2 separate regions of the Mus musculus genome follow, and region 2 is linked to region 1. The links are chromatin contacts, called in public Hi-C maps. All regions are on one chromosome and are shown on one strand. Each heading gives the region's core, a stretch centred on a gene start, on an enhancer-like site or on the middle of the called end of the contact. The rest is flanking DNA. Distances are from core to core; before and after follow the strand shown. Region 1 overlaps Tnfrsf11a (tumor necrosis factor receptor superfamily, member 11a, NFKB activator). Region 2 overlaps Zcchc2 (zinc finger, CCHC domain containing 2).

Region 1 (5,714 bases), core at 817-3,316:
CCTTTTCATTCCTTTTTTTCCCCCCGCAAGAACATCTTCCAGAAATCATAATGTTCACACCTAGTTCACAAAGGTGGGAAGTCCGTGGCCAGGCCAAGGGCTTTGTCTATTCTAAAAGCAGAATTTGGAGGGAGAGCGTCAATATGGTAGGGAGGTCCGTCTTTTCGAATTAAAAGCTCAAGTTGACTTTCCGAGAGAGCATGTGCAGATGAGTCAGGGCTGATGCAGAGGCCTGCCGTGTGAGCTGGATACTTTCTTCCATGTGCACTCAAATGATTAATATTTTAATTTTCCCAGCCCTTGTCCAAGCACTCTGGCTTTAAAATCGTGTCTTTAAGTGAAAGACTGGCAGGCATAAGCAGCCATTTGTTATGCTCTGAAAACCTGCTTTGTAGCACTTCTTAGAAGCTGGGACAGCGACTGACTCTCAGAAGCACTGTCGTTAAGTTGAAAGGATTTCTGCCTCTGTGCTTTCCACAGAGCTGAAGGACACAATGGGGTTCTCAGATGGCAGAGCATTAAAAATAGACTGGACTTCACGTCACTAGTGAGCAAGGATGTAGCACTCGGAAGGTGCTAGGGGAACTGTAAGTGAGTCTCAGCAGCTTCATAAACAACCCAGAAGCTGGAAGTGCGAATGGACTCTGTGCTAATGCATGGCAGTGGTGAGACACAGCCCCAGTTCAAACACCGGGTTAGCCTACTCTCAAAGTTCAAAAGGTGTGAACTTTTACAACTTTATAAAGAGTTTAAAAAGCATATCATGAGAATGGTAGCAGCTTTATCTAGGAGGGAAAAATAAAACACTAATTTTTACCCTGTGAACCCAAGTCAATTCAATTAAAAAAACAAAAACAAAAAAACCAAGCCAACCATTTCAAATTAGTGCTTACACTTTATGTGAAGGGATACAAAGAGCTGGGATTAGCTTTTACTGTGGGTTTTTGATTCTCACTCTTGGGAAACACTTTAGAGCAGAAATTATCTCCCAGCCCTCCTTGCCTGTTTTCAAAGTGTCATTGTGGCGATAGTTCCCCTACAGCTAAGTCTTTAGGAGCTCTTTAAATGTGAAATTTTATAAATTTGAAAATAATATTTGTAGATGTCAATTTACATTGTGTCCAGAGGTGTGCACCCTCTTCTAAGAGGCTGTGTGCTTTGTCATACCTTGGCAGATTCCTGCACTATACAATTTAACACTAAGTCAGTACCCTCAGGTTTCACATATTGAGGCCCATAGCCACAAAAGGGACAGAGGGGTGAGGGAATTTGGGACGACTGCCCAAGGGCTGTTCCAAACTAGACTAAACTGATGGTTCAGCTGTGGTTCCTCCGAGCCAGCTGCTTGACACAGTTATGACAAATCCCAGGAAGCCCCCTGGACAGAGGTTAAAAGCAGGGCTCACTACGAGAGCTCACATCTGCAACTGTGCAGCCATACAGGGATGTCGGGTGCCACACACACACAAGTAACCGAGCAGCCGTACAGGGATGCTGAGCTCCGAAGCCAGGTGCACACTCCGTGTTCCTGCGGCAGCACTCGCAGTCTGAGTTCCAGTGGTAGCCAGCCGTGCAAGCACAGCGACGCGGGGCCGTGTGGTTGCCAGGATCCACCGCCACCAGGGCCTTGCCTGCAGGAAACAAGAGATGATCAGCGTCCAGCAAGGGATAGGAGACACAGATGCAATATTCACCTGGTGCACGGTCCCCCTCCCAGTTCCAAACAGCCCACTAGCCAGCTGCATCTGGCCGCGAACAGGATGACTCACCGGGGTGAGGAACTCCAGGGTTCCTTCCCATACTTCCTTATTGGTAGGAAACGGTCCAACAGACCCTTTTCTTCCTAATAATTGGGAGTTGTGTAGACTGTCTAAACAGTTTCGTGTTAGGTTTAATTATTGGGGGGAAATGCACAGCAGTGCATAGCTTCTTGGTTTTCTTTTCTTTTCTTTCTTTTCTTTTCTTTTTCTTTTTCTTTTTTTTTCTAAATTCAGAAGTCACACCAACTGTTAAGCCAAGTTTAGCTAGACAGAAGGGCTTTTTTTGGAGACGTGAACTCATCCCAGGGTCCTGAAGGCTCTGGGGTCCTCAGGCAAGTGGACAAAGCAGAAGCAGGCAGCAGGTCACACGTGAGCAGTCGTCTGTCCCGTGGGCCAGGGTTACACACTGTGTCCTCCCAATAGATGCAAAGTGCTTGCCTTCAATCTTCCAGCTTCTCGTAGGTTTCCAGAATACGGGAATATGGGAATTTAACTAGATTGTAAGCCAAGTGTCCAACACTCGCAAATCATTCTTGTTACTCAGATTCACACGAATTTCCTTCCAGTGTAGTACTGGGGACTGAAACTACAACCTCATGCATTCCACCACTTGGCTAGGTCCCCCACCTAAATGAGGGTCCTTGCTTCTGTCTATCCAATGTCACTTTTCTCAGTTTTGCTTTTATTGGACGATGTCCTATTTTAAATGTCCCCATGTGCAGTGGCGTCTTGTGTCTACATACAAGAAGGCAGTGATATGCTCTGCCCAGAAAACATGTGTGGTATAAAGTTTTGTGTAAGTTTGAGTTGTGTACCTACTCAACAAACATCTAGTAAACAGTAACACACATAGGACAAGGCATTTGTGCCAGTGGGTGATGTCCCTCTGGCCAGGGGCTTGTTGAAATCCAGGCCTGAATTCTCTTAGTGTCTGTTAGTGTCTTAGTCAGTGGTTCAGGACTCACTAATTTAATGGTTGTGCTGATTTCACAGAAATACAGCTACTGTGAATAAGGAAACTCGATTTACAGGCATGCACACACATGAAGTCATAAAATTATTTAAAATCACCCAGGTGGCTGTAGAAATGGCTTACTGGTTATGAGCCCATTCTGCTCCCAGAATCTATATTCCATTCTCAGTAGCTGTTGAGGTTTGGTCTTTTGCTTGTATTGTAATGCTAAATACTGACCCCCAAGACTTGGTTGGCCCCAAGGATAAGAGAATTTGCCACAAAGACTCAAGTGACTATGTGGCCTTGCCCCCCAAGTTATCCCTGATTGGTGAATTAAGATTCCTACAGCCTATAGTTGGGCAGAATTGAGATAAGTGAGGGCTTGGGGTTCCTGAGCTTGGGGTCTGATAAGAACCACAAAGGAGAGGAGAGGAGGGGAGGGGAGGGGAGGGGAGGGGAGGGGAGGGGAGGGGAGGGGAGGGGAGGGGAGGGGAGGGGAGAGGAGAGGAGAGGAGAGGAGAGGAGAGGAGAGGAGAGGAGAGGAGAGGAGAGGAGAGGAGAGGAGAGGAGAGGAGAGGAGAGGAGAGGAGGAAGATGCCATAAAATCATGGCCATGAGGCCTGGCCACTTGAAGTTAAGAGCAGCCCAGATGGAAATTTGGATTTATTAATGGGGAACTAGATTCTAACAGCTCATAGGGTAGATATTTGCCCAGCTCTAGTGCTGATTAAAGCTTATAAAAAGAATAAAAGCTGTGCCTTTTATCCAGGAACTGGATTATCAAAGGTAAAGTAAGAGCCACCCATTGAGATTAAATAATTTATACAAGTACCCATGTCCTGCAGCTCATTCCTGCCCATAATTCCAGATCCAAGGGGTTTGACACATTTTTCTGGCCTCCTTGGGCACCTGTGTGTGTGTGTGTGTGTGTGTACATGTCATCCCTTATACATGCATACATAATTAAAATGACTCTTTAGAAAGCAAAAACCAACTAAACAACAACAATATCACTCTGAGAATGCTGAAAGGCCCCGTCTCATCTGGATTATCTACATTATATACACGGCCCTTGTACATTAATTTTCAAAGAGAAAAGAGACGGAAAATCAAAACCTGCTTCTTCCTTCATTGCCTCAAGTTACAGCCAGCTAAAAAAGGACACTGCTATTTTCGTGCTTTTTAGACCCAAGCAGGAGTCCCATTTGCTATTGTATCAAATGCCCAAACCGTGCAGCCCAAAACATGTGTGTAGCACATGCAGGAACATAGGAATATGCCACTTTTCTGAAAAATCCTAGCAGGATTCTGTATGAGCATAAGGGATCGAGGGTGGCAACGCTTTAAGAACAATCTACTGTGTTCGGTGTTCCGTGTTCAGTGTTCGGCTTCAGTACTGGCAGGAGACAGGATGAATTCTTATTTCCGACAGACAGCAGTGAGTCAAGGTCACCAAAGGAAATAAAAAGGGCTGATGAGACGCTGGTGTCCAGTGGAGTTCCTGAAGCGCTTTCTCCAGCCTTGAGTCTGCCAGCCGTCCCAGACACATTAGAGGGATGGTGGTGTTCAAGACTGCTGACTTCCTGGTTGTCAGAACTAATGGCAGCTCAGGACAGAAAACTCATGGGGGTTCATAAAGGTGCCTGTGGTAGTGTTAGAAGACCCGGGCTCACCTCCGAGTGTTTTGATAATGTGACCATCAGTAAAACTAGAGTCTGCGAACTGAAAGCAGCTCAGACACAAGCGCATTCACAAGTGCATCGCATCGACGCAAACGCTTGCAAGTTGGATAACCCGGCCAGGAGTTTGAAAGTTACAAGAACTCGGTGTGCCTTTCTGCGTGTGCTATGCTTCTCAGAGACAAAGAACTGACGGACAGAAGAGTTTCTATGACACATTTGGCTAATAAGCAGAGAATGAAGGCGGAATCAAACACCTAATGAAGGCTGATCTAGTCAGGCATGGAGGCACACAACTGCAATCCTAGCCTTTGCAAGGCAGAGGCTGAGCCTGAGGCAGGAAGACAGAGGCCAGACTACATCAGAAGTCTCTATGTCTAACGTAAACCAAGAGTTGTGGATGTAGCTGGGTAGGAGAGTGTGCCTGGCATGTGCAGACCTTGGGGTTGCTCCCTGACTCTGAGGATAAAGACCAACCCGTGCTTATCAGTAACTAATATTACAAAAATAAATTCCCAATATTATTCAGAAGAACTACACTATAGATGAAGGGGTTTTACCAGACCCTAGCCAAAATAAACCAGAGTTGTATCAACCTTCTAGATTTAATGTGAAATATACTAGAAATACTAGAGAAAAATATGATAAATGACACCAGGAGAACAACCACCAGAAGCCCTGCTAGAGGAACATGGTGGTGGTTTAGTATTCAGAATAGAAAAACAGGAGAGAAAATAAAACAAAGACTTCTTAGGAGATCCATGAGACATATTTTGATCCTTATTTCAAAATGAGCTATGGTTTTGTTTTGTTCTGTTTTGTTTTTTTTAATGGAGCTGAGTGTGGAGATGCGTTCCAATAATTTCAGCCCTGTCAAGCTGAGACCGGGTTAGTTCTGCGAGTTTGAGATCAACCTGGGCTATGTAGTGAGTTCAAGGCCAACCTGAGCTACAGAGTGAGATCCTGCCTCAAAACTTTTTTGTTAACCAGCTCCCCTCCTTATGGTAGGGAGTTATGGTAGCCTTCTGAGGCTACGAACTATAACAATAGAACATATCTGTTTAGGGGAAGGGTTGCCCACCAGAAGATCAGTCTACAGCCTGTCTCTCATGGGTTAACACTGGAGCAGTCACTCAATCTCAGGCCTCCATGTTTGCATCTTTAAAATGGGACAAGTATAGGACTTGGGGAAGATTAAATGAAACAGACACTGAACTCTGTGGAGACATTTTGTCAATGGTAAGATGTGGTCACAATTAAAGTACAATGTAAACATATTATGGAAATTTTAACCTGAGGCACTGGGGACATAAAACATGA
Region 2 (5,714 bases), core at 2,091-4,590, 210 kb before region 1:
TGTAAACATACACTAGATATACACACAGCTTCAAATACTGCATGTGTATCTTTCCTAATTTTTACTATTGCAAACATTAAATTGAACCTACTTTTCTACTTGTGGCTTCCCTTTCTTCTTATTTCCTGAAGATAAGCTCCGTTTTTCAGCAGAGTGCTATTGGAGATAAAAACAGACAGACCTCAGCTACAGCACACATTGCTACAGGTACCCTTAGCAAACACTAAAACAGCATCTTTTCCATTAAAGACTAACACATTTTCATTTCCAGCCCACTTCTGAAGTTCCCTACAGAAGCACTAAAGTGTACATATTCTATAACAAGCAGTTAACATTAATCATGAGAAAACTGTTCTTTTACATTGGATCTCAATTTTCTGTTTTTATGACTCTAGTAAGGTCTCTTCATTTGCACTTATACTTCCCAGAGTCAACCAGTCCAAAACACAGTAAGGATAATTCCACAAGTAAACATGTCCTATGTCATAAACTTCTGGGCAGCATGGCAAAACCTGACTTTGTCCCACCTTCCTGGCAGACATCAGGCCATATTCACTCCTTGCCTGAGAGCAGCCGAGCACATGAACACAACCATATACATTGGGATACTATACTGTTACTGCTGTCTTATTACATCAGTTACTGTGGTTAACTTCATACTGGGCCCAACTCACAAAGTGTATCATAGCTCTGCATGTACGTATCGGAAAAACGTAGACAGGAGCTGACATCACTTAGGTTTTCAGGTACTCTGCTAAGTTCCGGGAATGTTATCTCTGTGGGCAATGGAGACTACTGTCTAAAACAGACTGTGGCTGAGTGACTGCATGTGCTACAGGCCTTCGCTGAAGGTCGGGTGAATAAAACTGACCTGTTTGTCAAACTTAAGGGAGGGTCTAGACATTGGAATAGCGGGAAAGAAAGTCAGGTGGCTTTAGAAAGGAGACCTTGACAACTTACAACGTCTCAAAACAACCACGAATCCATAAAGACACACTTGGATCTGTGTCCTGGTCAGATCTATCTTCTAGACAGAACACACTTGCGGCATGAGTCTTCTGCCCCAGTATGGTAGCACATTATACCATATGCACCACAGCCTTCTCCTCTCAGCACAGTAGTTCACTTATTACAGGCTAGAATGCAGAGACACCTGACTAAACACTACAAGAAAACGTCAGTTTTAAAAACCCTATCATATCAAGATAGTGAGACCCTCCCTCCCACCCCCCAAAAAGAAGGAACAACTTAATGAACCCTACAACTAGAATAAAGAGTGTAGGTGTCTTACTGCAGTATTCCTACAAACAACCAAAGATACACCTTTTCAGACCTCAGAAGATTTCAGTCCTGTTTAAGAATAAAGCTTCCTGCTGGAACGCTTCCTCACTTCTTACCAGAAATCACCCGACACAGCACTTATAGCATTCATTTCTTAGGAAGTACACAGAGCAGAATGCTTTTACCACATGACACCAAAATCAACCTGCCACATACTTGGTCAGCTGAGGACACACAGTGTTCTGAGTGTTGGATGGCCGCACAGCCTTGGTTCCTCCAATCCACAATTCCATTTTGTTCTGCATACTGCATGGTAAGGCCATCCAATGGAGAACAGCTTGTAGCAACACTGCTCATAAAAGAGAAACATATGACAGTGTCAAGTCTGTCCCCGTAACTTAACCTATTTTACCATCTCAAGAAGGCTCTTAGTCTCTGGGGTTTTTTTGTTTGTTCGTTTTGTTTTTCTTTTGAGTATCTAGAGTTAGGTGTATGGGAAAAAGTATACGCTAAGAAATAAGTAAATGGACAGTATCATTAATGCCTGTCCTTAGAGAGTGGCAGCACGTGTACATTTGCCATTAGTGTCCTGTGACTGGGTGTCCCTGCTTCACCTGCAGTCCAATCAACAGAGGGGCTGCAGAGCCTGGATCAGCAGGGGCTGCCGAGCGAGGAACTGTACAATTAGGTTTATGAAGGATCAACCTAATGTGACTGGAAACCCCCCACGGCCTAAATAATGCAGAGGATGAAGTTATTGGGTTTACACTTTGGGAAGACAGAGAGTTCTGCCAAGTCACTGAAAGAACCAAATGTAAAGTCTTCAACTATGAAGCCAGTGTAAGAATTCAACAGATGGGAAACTGAGGGAAAGAGCTGATAACAAGCTTGGTCTGAAGAAGCTACACTGAAGGACAAAAGGATGGAACATAAAAACCTAAGAGACAAGTGGGATGGATGTGTGAGCAGCCCACACACAAGGACCTCGGGGACTCTTACAAGACGGCTTCAGAGAACAGAAACTGACTATCTGAAGACATAAGCTGAGAACTTTCTAAAGTCAAAATATAGAAAGTTACAGAGTTTAGAAGCACAAGTAATGCAAACAGCTACAAAGTCCATCACGGACAACAGAGAAAAGCTCAAAGGCTCTAGGAGGAAAGGCTACCGAAAGAACAGCTCTAAGAGTGGATCAGAGAAGGGAGGGCTTCAGTCCCAGGAGAGAGGAGGAACCAGGGCTGCCACAAGCAAAGGAGTCCCAAGCTCATCTACAAAGAAAGAAAGAAAGCAGCTGCCCATAGGAGGGTCCTGACTAAAAGAGCAGAACGCTTGTGGCATTTAGATGAGGGGCAGTACTAGTAAGCTAGAAATCACATCAACAATTTGATCTGCCAGAGACATCAGGTGTCAGAGATAGGCCAACGGGGTGGCACACAGCAGATGAAAACTACACAGCCAGAAGACTGTCAGTTACAGCTTCAAAGAGGCAGCAGAAAAGAAATGCCAACCAAGACTCACTCAGCTAAGCACAGCTCAGTGGTAGATGGCTTTGATTTGTGAGCACAATAATACACAGTACAATACACAGTAATACAAAGTGTATACACACACACACACACACACACACACACACACACACACACACAAACACACACACACCCTAACTGCATTCATTTAAAAGGGAAACCATCATAGGTGGATGCTGAGGGACAAGACAGCAGAAAGAGATCTAAATGAATGCTGGAAAACAGTGCCACAATTTAAAACTATGAAGACAATGAAAATGCAGGATGACTGTAACCCAGGCAAAAGCAATACAGTGACCTGAGTCCCTTAGAGTACTCAAGGAATCGTGCAAGCACAAACTGTCTATGAATTTATGTTACCCGTTAAGAGGTGAAAGACACACTGCAATTTTGGGGGCAGCTACAAGAATAAAATTCAGTATGTAACTCTGAAGGCTGCCACAAAAGAACTTCCCCAAAGGGCAGGAAGGAAGGGGACAAAAGGGAAACAGCACGCACGGCAACTGAAAAGAAAGCAAAACAAAAAACCCACCCGAGAGGAAAATGGCAGACTCCCAGACAGCACACAGGTGAGAAGTTGACTAAACACTGACTGAGTGTAAGGTGTACAAAGGCATTTACACTTTAGAAGTTAGATACCTACTTCAGAGCGGGACTTTTCCCAGCATGTTTCTTGTGGATGATGGTGTGCTGTAACACATCTAGGGTGGGAGAAAGAAGAGTGAATTAATTCAGGACACTATGTGCTACAGCAAAGCACTGAAAGGATGCTCGTGCTGACTGACGCAGCTGGAGGGCTCCTGCCCAGCTCTGACCTAGCTCCCAGCACACAGGGCACTTCCACTTGTTTCTGTGAGACAAGGTCTACTATATGGTCCAGGCTGACCTCAAATCCAACTCCTGGCTTCATCCTCCGGGGTGCCAGGATTACTGTGTGCATTACCATACCAAGCTTACAGAAGATACCATAACAAATCTTCAATTGCCTAATACACTATTGAATTACCTCAAATGTGCACACCAATCTTACTCAAAATTATGCAATTTTAACGTGAGCGTGTTACTTCAAACTGAATTTACTTCAGGTAAAACTATTTCTATTAAAATTTTCAATATTTTTAAAAGTCCACAAGATCACTCTCAAGTTACTCTAAAAAAGAAATGATGTATGAGATCTGACTACAGGTCACCCTTTACTCCCCTGCTCCCCTCCACAGAAGTTAACTATTACCTAACTTGCTGAAACACTATAGCGAAAGCTCCATTTTAACCACCTGTGCATGTGAGTACATTCATAAACTCACAGAGGGCTATGGCGGGCTTTATTCTAACTGCTGCCCAGCAGATATACTTAGTATGTCTACTGAGACTACTTAGTTGAAACATTCAGGTGACTCCCTGGTATTTGTCACTACAAACCCTGGTGCAGCCAGCACATGGTCTAATTTCATAGATGCTGAATCAGCAGGTAGTAGCCATGATCTCCAGCTTCACTGCATCATGCCATGTGGTCTGTGCAAACACACGCGCCAATTAACATCTCATCCATAACGTCTGAGCTCCTACTGTCATATCCTGGACATCAGATGTGAAAACGGCTTACTGGTCTGATGAATGTGCGTGCAGTGGTGTCTTGGCCCTGTCCTTCACTTTCTCAATTACCTGGGAGGCTGTGTGCCTATTGGCTTGAGGGTTTCATCATATATTTCCTATGCTCCATTTTACTCACATGTTGGAATAAATTCTCCACTGATTCACATCATCCCATGATGATATCACTGACTGATCTACTGCAGAAAAATCCTCCTACTTCGAGCAATTTGTCATCTTCTTGTCAACACCCTGCTAGTATATCATCTGTAGACTGTCTTCTAAGTATCCAGGCTCTTCGGTCATATACTAAGTTCTTGCTTAGATTAATCAAATGTATGGTCATGATCCATCTTATTGAACAAAACCTTCTCTCCTCAGGTTTACAAATAAAACTTTAAACTTTACATTTTACAAATGGTTGCTAATCCCTTGAAAGTTTTGCACATGATATATAGTGGGAGTTGATTAATATACACTTCATATAAAAAGCCAATTGTGCCAACACCATGGAGTGAGCAACCTCTTCTCTGCCCACTCTTCTGTATGGTAGTGCCATCTCTGACATCCCAATACCCGTGTGTACCTGGGCTCTCTTTCCTTTGTTCTGACCTGTGCCAGTGTGTGCAGACTTAGTCTAGTGACTCTACAATTACCTTCTTCTTGACTTGAAGCTTCTGAGCTGTCTTCTTTTAAGTGTTCTAATATCTTAGAAGTCTTCAGAGAGGACTGTAAGTTATCTGCAGGAAATAATTCAATACTACTAACTCTGGGAAAATTATAATAGTGAGATAAAGAAAATCAGAATAATGATTATCCCTGTGCCCCAAGGAGAGGGAAGAGTTAATAGTGAAAGACCCTTTCTCCAAGGAAGGACCTTCAAGAACGCACAGGACTATCTGAGTGGCACCTGACACCTGCGAGGCCCAGCATGGTCACTAAGCAAAGGATGAAATGGGGAGTGCCTCTACTCTCTACTGTTACTTCTGAAAAGCCTGTAACAGCACCGTGGCGACGCTGAGCTGCTCTAAACCCCACACTACTGTTTTGTTACAGCAGAGATTATGATCAGCGCCAACCCACTGCACATTCGGACAGTAGTGGGTTCTAGACAAGAAGTCTGAAGCTACCTTAGAGTGTAGCACTGTTTGCTCAAGAATTACTTATCTGTCAGCATATCGGACAGTGCTCTCTGCCCCAGGGAAACACAAGATGGAGTCATTTTTTTAAAAGTGTGCAAATGAACCCTGACAACACTGTGCTATTCTTTAGCAGAAACAATTCACACACATCAACTGCTGACAAGTTTCCCCTCAA

Evidence for each region. Hi-C and Micro-C count contacts between places; a contact is called where the count stands out from the background.
Region 2: a Hi-C map of bone marrow-derived macrophages shows a contact between it and region 1, with 21 read pairs. The contact joins two enhancer-like sites. A contact is called at or near these places in 1 of 484 Hi-C or Micro-C datasets (bone marrow-derived macrophages), 1 of 115 datasets of contacts at active chromatin or transcription factors (bone marrow-derived macrophages) and 3 of 9 other capture datasets (adipose tissue, liver and pancreatic islet).

Annotation. Positions count from the first base shown.
Region 1 is chr1:105,809,568-105,815,281 of GRCm38.p6, reverse strand. Tnfrsf11a (tumor necrosis factor receptor superfamily, member 11a, NFKB activator) reads right to left here. Exons shown (of 10, transcript NM_009399.3): 4 at 1,488-1,631. Among named protein-coding and RNA genes, the nearest start is that of Tnfrsf11a, 32 kb to the right of the region's middle. Within about 2 kb of position 2,066, at least 27 of the 459 cell types and tissues checked have an H3K27ac peak or open chromatin away from gene starts, as enhancers often do. A contact at or near this core is called in bone marrow-derived macrophages, where this site is marked.
Region 2 is chr1:106,017,642-106,023,355 of GRCm38.p6, reverse strand. It overlaps Zcchc2 (zinc finger, CCHC domain containing 2), which reads right to left. Exons shown (of 14, transcript NM_001122676.1): 7 at 5,054-5,137; 8 at 3,451-3,508; 9 at 1,498-1,630; 10 at 92-156. Among named protein-coding and RNA genes, the nearest start is that of Zcchc2, 30 kb to the right of the region's middle. Within about 2 kb of position 3,340, at least 41 of the 459 cell types and tissues checked have an H3K27ac peak or open chromatin away from gene starts, as enhancers often do. A contact at or near this core is called in bone marrow-derived macrophages, where this site is marked.